Linked DNA regions of Gasterosteus aculeatus: region 1 is linked to region 2. The links are chromatin contacts, called in public Hi-C maps. All regions are on one chromosome and are shown on one strand. The core of a region is the stretch at or near the end of the contact, and the rest is flanking DNA. Distances in the headings are between cores, read along the strand shown.

Region 1 (6,506 bases), core at 911-3,410, 140 kb after region 2:
CATATTTGGGGGCAAAAAGGTAGAGTAGTAACAGGCCAAGATTTAAAAAATCTAGTAAATAACAGTAAATGCATGGTTCCTATTTTAGTTTTGTGTCAATATTCTACTAACTACTCTCATTACTTGAAGCATTTATGTCGTATTGACTAAATGTGTTATAACTCTGTTATTTTATTCTGTAAACGTGGTATCCATGAAAGTTCTGTCCATCTGGGAATGGCTGATGAGGTTACAGTCTAATCAGTGTTTAAGCCGCACAAAACAAGCTGTATTCTTACTTGTATTATCACAAGGACTCCAAAATGAAACGAGGAAAATATAGGAATCTGTTGTAGTGTAACCAAAATACTTCCCATTGACTCTCTCCTGTCGTTCACATCTGAACTACTCAATGTGTATTGCAATCTGGTGTAACTCCTTCTTGCTTGAATTCCCTGCTCCAAATAACAAGTGACACAAATATGAACATCTACAAGTGGAAGAACTGAAACACAACCTTGAGGTTTTTATTTATTTTTATTGATATTGCTGTTTTTCTCAAAAAAAAAGGTACAAGGTTTATTAAATAATATTGAATAAATAAAATATAAAATAGTTTATATATTTATTATATTTTTCTGTCAGTAACTATTCAGTTGTCTTTGTGAATACATGATATTATTTGTTATTAATTAATAGTAGATGGACAAGAGTGGCATAAACGTATCATATATGTCACTAGTTGGTGAAAACGATTACAGTGTTTTTAGCAGGCAGGTATATGTACTTAAAATAAATGCAAGAATATATGGGCTGTTCTATTAATTTCTCTTCTACCTGGCCATCAGGTGTTTCTTAGTATTTCTTTTAGGCCTCAAAAGAATAATAAAACACTTTGGAGCAAAGATGCAGAAAAGTAAACCATAGCTAGAGGCGAGTATTGCAAAAATCTCCACAGCAACAGCATATTTTCCAGGAGAACTAACATAGGCAGGAACAAAAGCTATCCAAACAGCACAGAAGATCAACATACTGAAAGTGATCAGTTTGGCCTCGTTGAAGTTGTCGGGGAGTTTCCGAGCAAGAAAAGCCAGGAGAAGACTGGTGCAGGCCAGCAGACCGATGTAACCCAGAACCAGAGAGAAGCCCACCACAGAGGACATGGTGCACTTCAAGGACACTTTGACCCCTGGAATATCCAAGTCCACTCGAGGCACAGGGGGGCCGGACAGCAGCCAAATAATACAGATGAGAACCTTAAGGACGACGAAAACATTGTAAAGTATGATGTGAATAAAAATAGTGTAATAAGCATTCACTGGTAATATAAAGCTGTTCTTTATTTCTGACCTGTATGAAGGAAAATAAGCAGACACTTCCTCTTTGTTGGCCCGGACCAAACCACTTCATCAGGGCTCCAGCACCAGGCCGAGCTGAGCGGAAGGCTGCCAGAACAACTATAGTCTTAACTTGGAGGCAGGAAACACAAAGTACAAAGCTGATCCCAAAAGCTGCCTGTTGGAACCGACAAGACCAGACGGATGGACGACCGATGAACACCAGTGAGCACAGGAAGCACAGCTTCAGGGACAGGAGAAGCAGGAAGCTCAGTTCTGAATTGTTGGCTCGCACCTTTAAATAACAATTTAGATTTAGATGTTTAAAAAGAGAAGCACGTTTACAAGCCAAAAGAGATTCATTCAGATTATCTCAAACACATATTCTAAATCACAGTTGTGCACAATTATATTGGATTCTTACCATAGGTGTTTGACGGTAGTAAAGGAAAACTACAAACACAGCTGTTGTCACTGTGGCACCAGATACAGCGACTGCGGTCAGGGTGATGCCCAAGGTTTCATTAAAGGACAGGAAATCCAGCTGGCGAGGGATGCATGCAGTTCGCTCAGCATTGGACCAAAACTCAGATGGACAATGTACACACTGAAGGGAATCTGGGAGAGGGAAACAAAAGAGGAGGTAAGAAAAATAAGACACAAATAGTTCTAAATTAAGGTTGTCTTATAATTTCCTCACCAGTTTGATTGCTAATCTCTCCTTCGGCACATTGGATACAGTCAAAGCAGCAAAGAGGTTCTCCTTTCCTGTTGGCCTTTCGGGTACCTGGGAGGCAGCTCTCGCTGCACACTGACGTAGGCACCTGGATAACAAGTAAAACCATTTTCATAAGACAAGTGTTCTTGTGAATGACATGCTGATACTGGGCTGAATCAATATTGATAGTTTAAACCACCTGACTGGATCCTGTGCTCCACTGAATGGCTGATTCGTTAAGGTGGATGTTGAACCCGTCCACACGGCCGATCAAAACAAGTTTGGCTGACCCCTGAGGGGTGTTTTGCCAGTTGACAAGGTCGTACTTTGCTGGAGTGTCACCACCTTGGAAGTAAAACATATCCCCATGTGGCGTGGTGAAATTTACTTTGCTCAAGTGCTGCAACAACTGAAAGGAAAAATATTGTATGATTACTTCTAATATAGTATCATCTTAAAAAAAGATTCAGCAGCTACATTGTTCAACCTTGTACAGCACAGCCCGTGATTGTGTTAACCTCTGAGGAGTTGATGTGTTGGGGAGAGGAACAGTTGACGCTGCTGTTTCTGGTGGAGCTTTCTGTATCAGGGCAGGACAGGAGGCTGTGAAGGGCGTGAGCTGCAGCGTAAACAGCAAGGTACACGTTATATGTCACTCTTAGCTGGGAGATGTCGGTGAATTGATTCTGCACGGCCTCCATTGACTCTGTCCCATTGCAGAGTGGCCGAGCATCCTTTTGAAGTGACGGTGGAGAAGTATTCGTAGATTGTGGTGTGGCCCAAAGTCTACAATCAAACATCTTTTCCCAGAGTTCCTTTAAGAACGTATCTTCAGGACGATCGTATGGGTTCAAACTCATGAGAAAATGTTCAAATCCAGGGATGGGCGAACTTCGAATGGCCACACCCAGAACACCACGTGCCACTTTGGAAGTGAACGGATCCCGGAGTAGATCACCACTGGTGCTCCAAGCCTCACTAGCAAGAAACTGTCTGTCAGTCACCTAAAAATAACAACACAATCACAGATGATAATTCAACAGACATCATTTGTGATGTTTCTCTAAAAAGTTAACTTGTGGTTTATTAAAATTGCTCACATTTATCTTGGCTAGTTGCGAGAACAGTTCTCTCACATCTGTGTACCAGGTAAAGATCAGAATCACTTTTGCAGTCGAGGCCTGAATTGTGAGGGCCGCCTGTCTGGCATCTGTCACAATGTTTTCCCTTTGGAGAGTCTCCACAAATGCAATACACACCCCGGCCCCCCGAGTCTCCTCCTCAAAAACCTGATGTATGCAGTTGAAAGGGGGGCGAAAAAGAATAGATTAACACAAAAGAGGTGCTGTGTAGATGTCTTGTATTTATGCCGAAGCGAAACACCTTTTGGGCTACAAGGCCATAATCGTTGTTTGCTACAACTGCTCCGATCCAGGTCCAATTGAAGCGAATGGCAAGCTGGGCAATGGCCCGGGCTTGGTAAATATCGCTGGGCATGGTCCTGAAGAAGTTAGGATACTGGAGTCTGTCACTCAGACAAGGACAGCTAGCTGTGTAGCTCATCTAAGGGAAATAAATAACACATATATTCTAAAAATCCACTAGCAATTCAATTTTCAATTCAATTTTTTTCTGGGAGGAGAGCAAAATGAATGTGATAAAATATTCCATGCACCAAGTTCAAAATATAATATGTTGAATAAATCCCAAATAACAACTTTAGAAGTAAATTCGACATTCTGAGCGTCACACAGAACTCACTAAAGGTATGGCGAGTGGCCCCAGGATTCTGGAGAGTATCTGGGCTGTAATAGATGAGGAACCACCAATGATCAAAGGAACAGTCTGATCACCTAAAGAAAGCATAATATGTAATAAAATACAGTCTTGAGTTAAGCTTGGCTTCTTTTTCAGACACAACGTTGTGATCTTTATGCTTTCATCATTTTATTTAAAATAGAAGGATGAGCTCGGCTTAATTTAGTACCTCTTTTTTGCCCGACGCCCTCTCCAGCAGAATAAAGTGGCCGGGCTGTTGAGTTACAGCTGGCGCTGTCTCCTCCAACCATTGACAGAGCTGCCTGCATGGCCCAAGACGGCAGGGCACAGCTATCTTGAATATGGAAGCCGAGCTTCACCCCTGGCAGCAAGGTTGTGCTATGATTGATTTCCTCCAGCGCAAACACCATAGCATATATGTACTGTAATGGAAGATTTTCCAAACTGACACCACAAAAGGAAAGAAATTAGAGAAATATCAGTTAAAATGCTGAGGTGACAGTAAAACTCTGGAATCATTTGTCAGCGTTATATGCAATGATGTGCCATCATTGTACAAACCATTTCACCAACTCGCTTTAACAAGAAAACAATCATGTAACACAGTAAATAGTGCAGTTCAGAGTTTTACCCCGTGCAAGGTTTGTAGTGTGGCAGCTGAGTGAAGTCGCTGTCGATAGCTGGAGGCTTGGAGTAAAGACTGAAGAGCCCACCGAGCACTACATCTCCCTCCTGGAACATACCCTGATCGCCTGATGTGCCCCACCGGGAACAAATAGCTGCCTGAACCACCTGCAACCCCCCTCGGAGCCCCGGCTGCCTGCTCAAGAGCCCCACAAGGAGCAGCGTTGAGCACAGCTTCAGAGTGAAGAACCAGAATGACAGAGACATGGACGAAGCACTTCTGGGCATTTTAAATATATATGAAACACACTCGCTCACTCAGATGCTTAAGCTTCTTATTGGCAACACTACTGTCAACAGTAATCCCAAAGTAAAATTTGATTAAATCCCCCTTTCTGCAGCCATGAGACAACCACCTGAAAATCAAAGTACAATTAAAATGGCAAAAAGTACGTTACCACAGATACAACCTGCACTGATAAATGACGATGTTATCTGACATGCCCTCTCCTGCTGCCTACTCAGCACAACATGGAAGTTGCTCTGTGTATTTATAAGAGTTGTAAAGCCCAGGCGCAATGATAGCAAACAGGATGACGCTGCACCAAGTCACTTCCCTCGAAGGTGAGAGCATTATACTGACAAGGAAACAGACCGATGTGTGATACAGAAACTAGGATTTACCTGGAGGGCAGTGGCCATGGATGTCCCAATAGAGTTGCACTTTCATCTTTAACATCCAGTTGATAAATTAATCCACAGTGACATGTACAGCCACACCTCTCACACCGTTGCCCTTACCACATTGTTGTTGTTTTCTTCTGGGAAAATGTTCTTCTCAAAGACTGGCACATTCATATGACAAAGGAAAGTCAATATTTGGTGGATGAAGTTATTATTTTTAGTACCCACTTCTGGTATCTAGCGCATTTTATTCTAGTTTTGATTTATTTATCCAGGTTTGGAGATATCGAATCCACGGGAACGTCTCTTTGCAGAAAGTCTGTACCACCTCCACGTGGGCTGTTTTTATGGGGAAATTTACATTTTTGTGGAAACCAGTATAAATAAATACGAGCCGCTGCTTCTGAGTGGAGTTTGCATATTCTCCCCAGTGCTATGCAGGTTCTCCAGGTTTCCTCCTGCAGTCTAAATATATGCAACTCAGATTACATGAGGACTCTGAATGGTGCCAGCCCTGGGATGGCCTTGCAACATGTCCAGGGTCCTTTCCCCCCCAGTGTCAGCTGGGTTAGGCCCTCAGCCCTCAGCAGCTCTGAGTAGAATAAGCGGTTACAGATAATGGATGGATAGCTGTAATGGATGGAGAATGATGTGATTAGAAGGCGTATTGGTCCCACTGGAACATCTGAATTTCATGTGGCCTACACATAGCATGACATAAATCTGCAAATAAGCACCTACACCTGGGCCTGTGATTGTCATTTTATGTGGCGTGCTAGAGCCTGAAAGGCATCAAATTGTCTTAAAATAAAAAGTCTACACACTACAGCTAGCCGAAGAGAGGAGCATTCACTTTACTTTTTCTCTGGCTGCTGGTGAAAGTACAGGCAGGCTTAACTGTCAGTGAGGAGCTTTTGGAAGTAGTTGCATTGCATGAGATAGCAGAGATTTTTGATGCAGTGGAGAGGTCTTGCAACCACAATATTTCACTTATACAAATCGACTTGATTGGCACATTGTGTTCTATTCATCTGCCATCCATCAGCCTCTGCAACACAGACTTGGGAGGGAGAACACCTGTGGCAATGGTGCAAGTCTTAAAACCGGGTGCTCGCGTCAGTTGCTTTGGATGGTTTACGCTGAAAACACACCAGGCAGTGGCAAACTGTGGCTCGCAGCAATTCTGACATTTTTCTGCGACAAGGAGTGTGTTTCAGGAGAAAGAAATGGTTTATATAAATTGTGTTTGCAACTCAAAGTTAACTAACCACACACAAAAAGAAAAAAATGTGCAATTAAAAACATTGGTTTGTAAGACTATCAGGATTCAAGATTTTGTCTTGATTTATACTTTATATAGAAAAGTGGCATTAAAACAACCAACT
Region 2 (6,214 bases), core at 2,016-4,515:
CCAGCAGGCCAATGTAACCCAGGACTAGAGAGAAGGCTATAAGTGAACCTTTGTCACACAAGAAAATGACGACAGCGCTCTTGTGGGCCATTACTTGGCGTGGAGTGGGGGGAGCAACAACCAGCCACACTGTGCAGATTATTACCTGCAAAAAACAGAGACGTGTCTTACACCGATGTTTAGGAAAAAGCGCTGGCCGAGATTCATTATGAGTCAGAAATCCTTACCTGGATCAGTGTACAAAAGGCAATGATTGCCTTTTGTTTTGCAGGCCCAAACCATTTGATTAAATTACTGTTTGGAAGTGTGGCCTTGAAGGCCATCAGCACCACTATAGTTTTCCCCAGGATACAAGATATACAGAGCACAGAGGTAATTCCAAATGCTGTGTGGCGCAGCATGCAGGACCACTCCGAGGGCTGGCCAATGAATGACAGAGAACACAGGAAACACAGAGTCAAGGAGAAGAGCACCAGGAAGCTCAGCTCAGAGTTGTTGGCCCTGACGATAGGAGTGACTCTGTGAAAAGAGAATACGAAGGCCACAGCACAAGTGCAGAGGGAGCCAGTGATGGAAATAGCCATCAGGGTGATGCCTATTGTGCTGTTATAGGAGAGGAACTCTACTTGTTTGGGAATACAGGCTGTCCTCTCAACATTGGACCAGAACTCTGGGAGGCACTCCACACATTCTATAGCATCTGGAGGACAGAAAAGAAGACTTTAGATGTTGTATTGTGGCTCTACCACTGCAACCATAGGTTCGATTTTCAGACACAATGTAGACAAGTGGCTTTGCTTACCAGTCTGATTGCTTATCCAGCCAGCTGTGCAAACAACACAATCATAGCAGCAAATAGGGAAGTTTGGTCTGATTGCCTGACGGGTACCTGGGGGACAAATGCTGCTGCATACTGACAAGGGAATCTAGACAAAGGACAGTACACAGTTAAATAACAAAAAGACACGAGATGCAATGGAAATAATAATAATTACATTATTTTGTTCTATTGAGATCCGTACTTCGGTTTGGTTGCCATTCCATACAATCATGTGTTCCTGGATCTGAAGTTCTTGCTTTCCACCTGCGGTCATCTCGTCAAATTTGCCGATAGTAACAAACTCCATTTCTCCATCTTGTCTCAGCTGCCAGTTCACCAGGTCATACATGGCCGCAGGGTCACCGTTCTCATCAAACTTGGTTTCATCGCCAAAGGAGTTCAAGTATTTCACAGATTTGATGTAATGAAGCAACTTATGGAATAAAGTACATTCAATCTTGTTCAGCAATATATAAAAATAATATTTGAGCATCGCTTACTTTTGTGTTGACTGGAGTGAATTAGTGAACATTTAGTATCGTACCTGCCACGGCTCTATGTGATCTGGATCTGCACAGGCCTGCAGAGGAAATGGTCCGTTTCCTTTCACGCAGAATCTCATTGCCTTAAGCGCATGAACAAAGGCATACACCGCCTTATAGACATTGTAGGAAATCCTTAGTTGTGACACATCTGAATAGATATTCCTCACACTCCTCAGCTCTTCTGTTCCAGAGCATGGAGGTTTACCCTCAATTGTCTGTTCCTGACCTTCAGCCCGCGCTGCCAGGCTGCATTGAAACACTTCTTCCCAGAAGGGTATCAGGAAGGGATCTGTAGGGGCATTGCGGCTTGAGGGATGCAGGCGAAGGAGAAAGTCTTGCAATCCGGGAATGTGTGCTCTCCGAATGGCAAATCCCATCGAACCCTGGAGAATGTGGCGTTGCTTTCTGGGAGTGGAGAGTACGCCAGCTGTGCTCCAAGCCTCACTGGCCAGCCACTGTATCCCAGTGAGCCCCGCTCTAAGTTAAAATGATATGGAGAGGTCATTCTTTGACATTATAAATGTATCTGAACTTGTAACTCATTAAATCTGTATCCGTAAAAAGACAACAAACCAAAAGTCAATATCAAATTTGTATTGCATTTTAAATAGTAAAGTGGTGTAGAAGATTCTGAACAATTCATGCCTGAGTGCTTCGCCAAACAATGCGGCTGCATCTTGTTGCACAGCAAACACCAGAATCACTCGAGCCCCAGAGGAGCGGATCTTGGAAACAATTGATGAAATTGTGGTCTGTGCTCGGTTCTTAGGGATAACCTCGTGAAGGGCAACACAAACACCCAATTTTCCCACCTAAGGGCAACAAGAGGGATGGAGAACAACTTAATTGTATTATCACAATGTGTTGTACAATACAAATTACTTAATGCCAAACTATTTTTGTTAAATTCTTTATTTATGGGTGCGTGACTCACCTTATTGACAAATATGTTTGCCCCACCAAGGCCATAAGCATCATCCCCTGCTATGACACCCACCCAAGTCCAGCCAAAATGCTTGACGAGTTGTACTAATGCATCTACCTACAGATAGAAAGAGGACAAAGGTGAGAGACGCAAGGAGAGAGGGGGAAGAGGAGGGGTGAGGGGGGAGGGGGGGTTGAAATAATTCCACAGATGAATATTGCTTGTGTAGAAGTAATATTCTGGATGGCTGCTGCCTCTAACCTGAAAGAAGTCACTGGGCATAGTCCTTAAAAAAGCAGGAAAGTCCTTTTTGTCACTCAGGCAGGCACAGCTGGAGAAGTAACTAACCTGAATGTCAAACATCATAACATCAGGACTTATCAAGGATCCACAGGTTAAAGCCACTATGAGCGTGAGACTATTGGCCCTCTCCAGTCTTTGTGACTGTCTTACCTGCGGCACGTGGAACACTCCCAGCAAGCGGGCCACGACGAGAGACTGAGTAGAGCCTCCGTCTCCTATCACCGCCGGGACCGTGCCCCGACAGCCGCCTTCCCTCTGTGTCTCTCCCTTGACGCCTGAACTCCTCTCATGCCCCACTAACTCCATAGCAGCCTTCAGTGCCTGATGGGGTGTGCTGCATGAATCATAAATCTTGTAGCCCAGTGTGATGTTGGGAAGGAGTTTGTCATCTCGGTTGATCTCCTCTACGGCAAAGACCATAGTTTGCATCCAACGGAAAGTCCGCAAGTTAAATCTGAGAGAGCAGTGATGTTAAAATCATCATCATTTTTTGTGTGAAGCCCTTATAAAAAAAGACAAAACTGACACCATTATATTGGAAGCAATTCAATTATGAGAAAAGTTGCAGATGAATCAAGACAAGCTAAAGAGCAGCTCACCTGGTGCACTGTTCCGAGGGAGGTGAAGAGGTAAAGGACAGACTGTGCTCCATCACCATGTCATGAAGGGAGAAGAGTCCCCCCAACATGATGTCCCCCTTTTTCTCCAGCACAGGCAGTGCCAGAGACCCTGGGATTGGTTTGCAATGCTGGCTCTGGTCTTGGTTTGAGTTGTAGGGAAAAATCACCCACCATAGGAGACTGAAACGCACTAGCTCTGTCCTCCTCCTGGAAAGATTAAGCTCCACTGATCTAATCCCCAAATACATCCTCCTTTCTTCAAGCCGGCATCATACACACTTAAAAGTAAATATCCATATCAGTTCAACTGCTGTATTTTAGAGAACAGATACAAGGAAAACACACATACATAGGAAAATCTTTCTTTTCTTTAAAGCTTAATCCATTTTGTAGCCAAAAACCTTGACCTAAGCCTGTATATTGAAGGTTATGTTCAACACCTCCGACGCTACATGCACACTCTGTAGACAGGCAATCCAATCTTAAGGTTTAGTCTGTAGCCTATAAATGCTACCAGCCTCATATCACACTTGTCAAACTGACCTGATTTCCCTTGGGCCATTGGTCAGTGGAAAAAGAACCCCAGTTTCAAAGTAAGTTACAACAACAACAACAACAACACGGATCTGGAATGAGCACTTGACCATGATGGAGAAAGACACGAGCTGTGTCATGCAACGACAGCACGCCCGAATAGGCCTAACTCATCCTTCAATGATGTGAGAAGGCAGATGGCAGACTGGTGTCACAAGGGGCTGCTGATCTGAGTTACATGCCTTTCAAACACAAATGCACAGACACAAATTTGATACACAGCAAACCTATTGAGAGGAAAACTTCAAAGTAATATCAAAATGAAGTGTTTCATTCTGATAGAAAGAAAGATATAAGTGTTTTTACTATACGGTTTAATTAATAGACATTTAGTAGTAATAATGTAACATATTATTACTTATTTTTTTCTTCTTGCTTTACAAATATCCACAGGGAAAGTCATTATTGTGTTGTGCACATCATTAAGAGAACAAACCCTGCAGGCTCAAAAACAGAGCAGCACTTAGTGTGTATCAAAGACCATTTTACATGCTGCCTCAGGTCAAATAATTTTACGTTTGATTATTTATTTAATATGTCCCTGTGTGATGCTGGGAGGATGGACAGAGACAAAATGCTCAGTATTATGATACACTTGTTTCCTTTTCTTGTAAGTAAGATTTTAGACTTAGGCTTTATGCTCTCAAGGGAAAGGGATCAGCTTCATTGTTTCTGCAAACAAGCTGATTAGAACTGAACAACAGGGGCACTGCAATTGAAATCAGCTGTCCTCACAGGGGTATTCAAGGTAATTAAAACCCCTGATCACAGGATGTTTAAGTCCTTAAACGTCTTGGAATACAGATGATTAAAAAAAGAAGAACAAAAAGATGCAAATAGTCAACAAGAGAAACCTGATGCCTCTTCAAGTTGCTGTGTTGCTTTGAGCAAGACACTAAGTCACAAAATGTCTCTGATCTTGAATATGTGGCCATTTTTCACAACTCTATTTATAATACCATTACGGAGTCAAATGAAACTCAATAAAATGAAATAGTGAATAATCTTAATTTCAAGGGGGAATGTTTCTTTTATAAACAAGTACAACAATGCAGCTGAATGTATTTTCCTAATATTTGGACTGTAAATGTAGTTGACACTTAAGAACACCAGTAATAATATAAATGGGAAATAAGATAACTCTCTTCACAGAATGTTTAAAAACAGAGTGAACACCATTAATCCCAATGAGTATGCATGTATAACAAAAGAGCCCCATGCCATGAAGGCATATCCATTAAAAATAATGAATGGCCCCGCTGTGCTTTAGGGGATTTTCACTGGTCTGTGTGGTAAAAGGGAATGGAATGATGTATGGCTTGTCGGTGTGCGTGCTCCGCTACAACCACCAGGTGGCAATGAACCGCTGCAGCTCCCGCCAGCGCAAATCAGTAAAACCTAAGATCCCTGAAGCAGACCAAATACCAAAACCGAACCAATCCAACCAAGGAGAAGACCCAACCAGAGATCACAACGAGATACATGTTTTGAAGTTTGAATGAAGAACATTTATGGCTATTTGTAAGGAGCCAAAATACATTTGAATGGCATTTTAGTAAAACTTGAATTATATTTATTATATATATATATAAATATACATATATATACATATATATACATGATTTATTGATTATATTTAGACCACGGAAATTTCATTCAAGGGGTCTCGAGATCCAAGACCTGTGCATTGCTCACACCGGTTCAGGTGTTCCAGCAATACCAAAACCATCGGGCAGAAACCTCACCTCTGCCCCTTCTGAGTGGAAAGATGTTAGGTAGTTTTTATCATGTAGATATATGTTCTTTCTGACAAGTTTGTTTTTTGATTTGTTTTCTGATGAAGAAGGTAGTGTGACATCATTGAGTGGTAGGATTGATTTCATCTCTGGGTGAACTAGTCAACTCTGAGAAGCCAGAGGGAAGGGAGACGTATGCAGAGTAGGAATGTGAACAGATGTAACTTTAACTCTGAAATATCTTCCAGTCTTCCAACTACCCAAACCAAGTGGCCAACATGCAAGGTGCCCTCTTTCTTTCACGAATACTTAACGCAATACTTACATCCTGTTGCGTATTGTATTGATCAAGGACACAATGACATTTCTGAACGTTTGATTGAATGAACTCCCACAGTCGACAATAGTTAAATAGTTAAAAGGTTAATGTCTGTAAAAACAGACTTTAAATAGGATTACATTTCTACTCTTCTACTATTACAATTCATTGAGTCTCATGTAGCTGCTTCAAGGTTTCACTAAATTGTGTCAGGACATGAAAATCTTGTTTAAATAATCTCCATCAAGAAACTTTGGTGTATTTATTGTCAACTATTATCACTTTCACTGTTTCAGGATTCAAATATACTCTATATTTGAGACAAGCCCTGTTTCAAAATGCAGAATCAAGC

Evidence for each region. Hi-C and Micro-C count contacts between places; a contact is called where the count stands out from the background.
Region 1: a Hi-C map of skeletal muscle shows a contact between it and region 2, with 5 times the contacts expected there. The contact joins the promoter of LOC120821628 here to the promoter of LOC120820653 in region 2. A contact is called at or near these places in 3 of 6 Hi-C or Micro-C datasets (skeletal muscle and tail fin).

What each region holds. Positions count from the first base shown.
Region 1 is chr1:11,676,493-11,682,998 of fGasAcu3.hap1.1, forward strand. LOC120821628 (vomeronasal type-2 receptor 26-like) reads right to left here and starts at 2,161. Exons shown (of 4, transcript XM_078089454.1): 1 at 2,017-2,161; 2 at 1,741-1,934; 3 at 1,330-1,611; 4 at 498-1,235. The coding sequence starts at 2,161. The coding sequence ends at 813.
Region 2 is chr1:11,534,961-11,541,174 of fGasAcu3.hap1.1, forward strand. It overlaps LOC120820653 (extracellular calcium-sensing receptor-like), which reads right to left and starts at 3,266. Exons shown (of 10, transcript XM_040178707.2): 1 at 3,193-3,266; 2 at 2,744-3,047; 3 at 2,552-2,638; 4 at 2,300-2,407; 5 at 2,011-2,177; 6 at 1,365-1,842; 7 at 1,023-1,253; 8 at 803-926; 9 at 228-700; 10 at 1-145. The coding sequence starts at 3,251.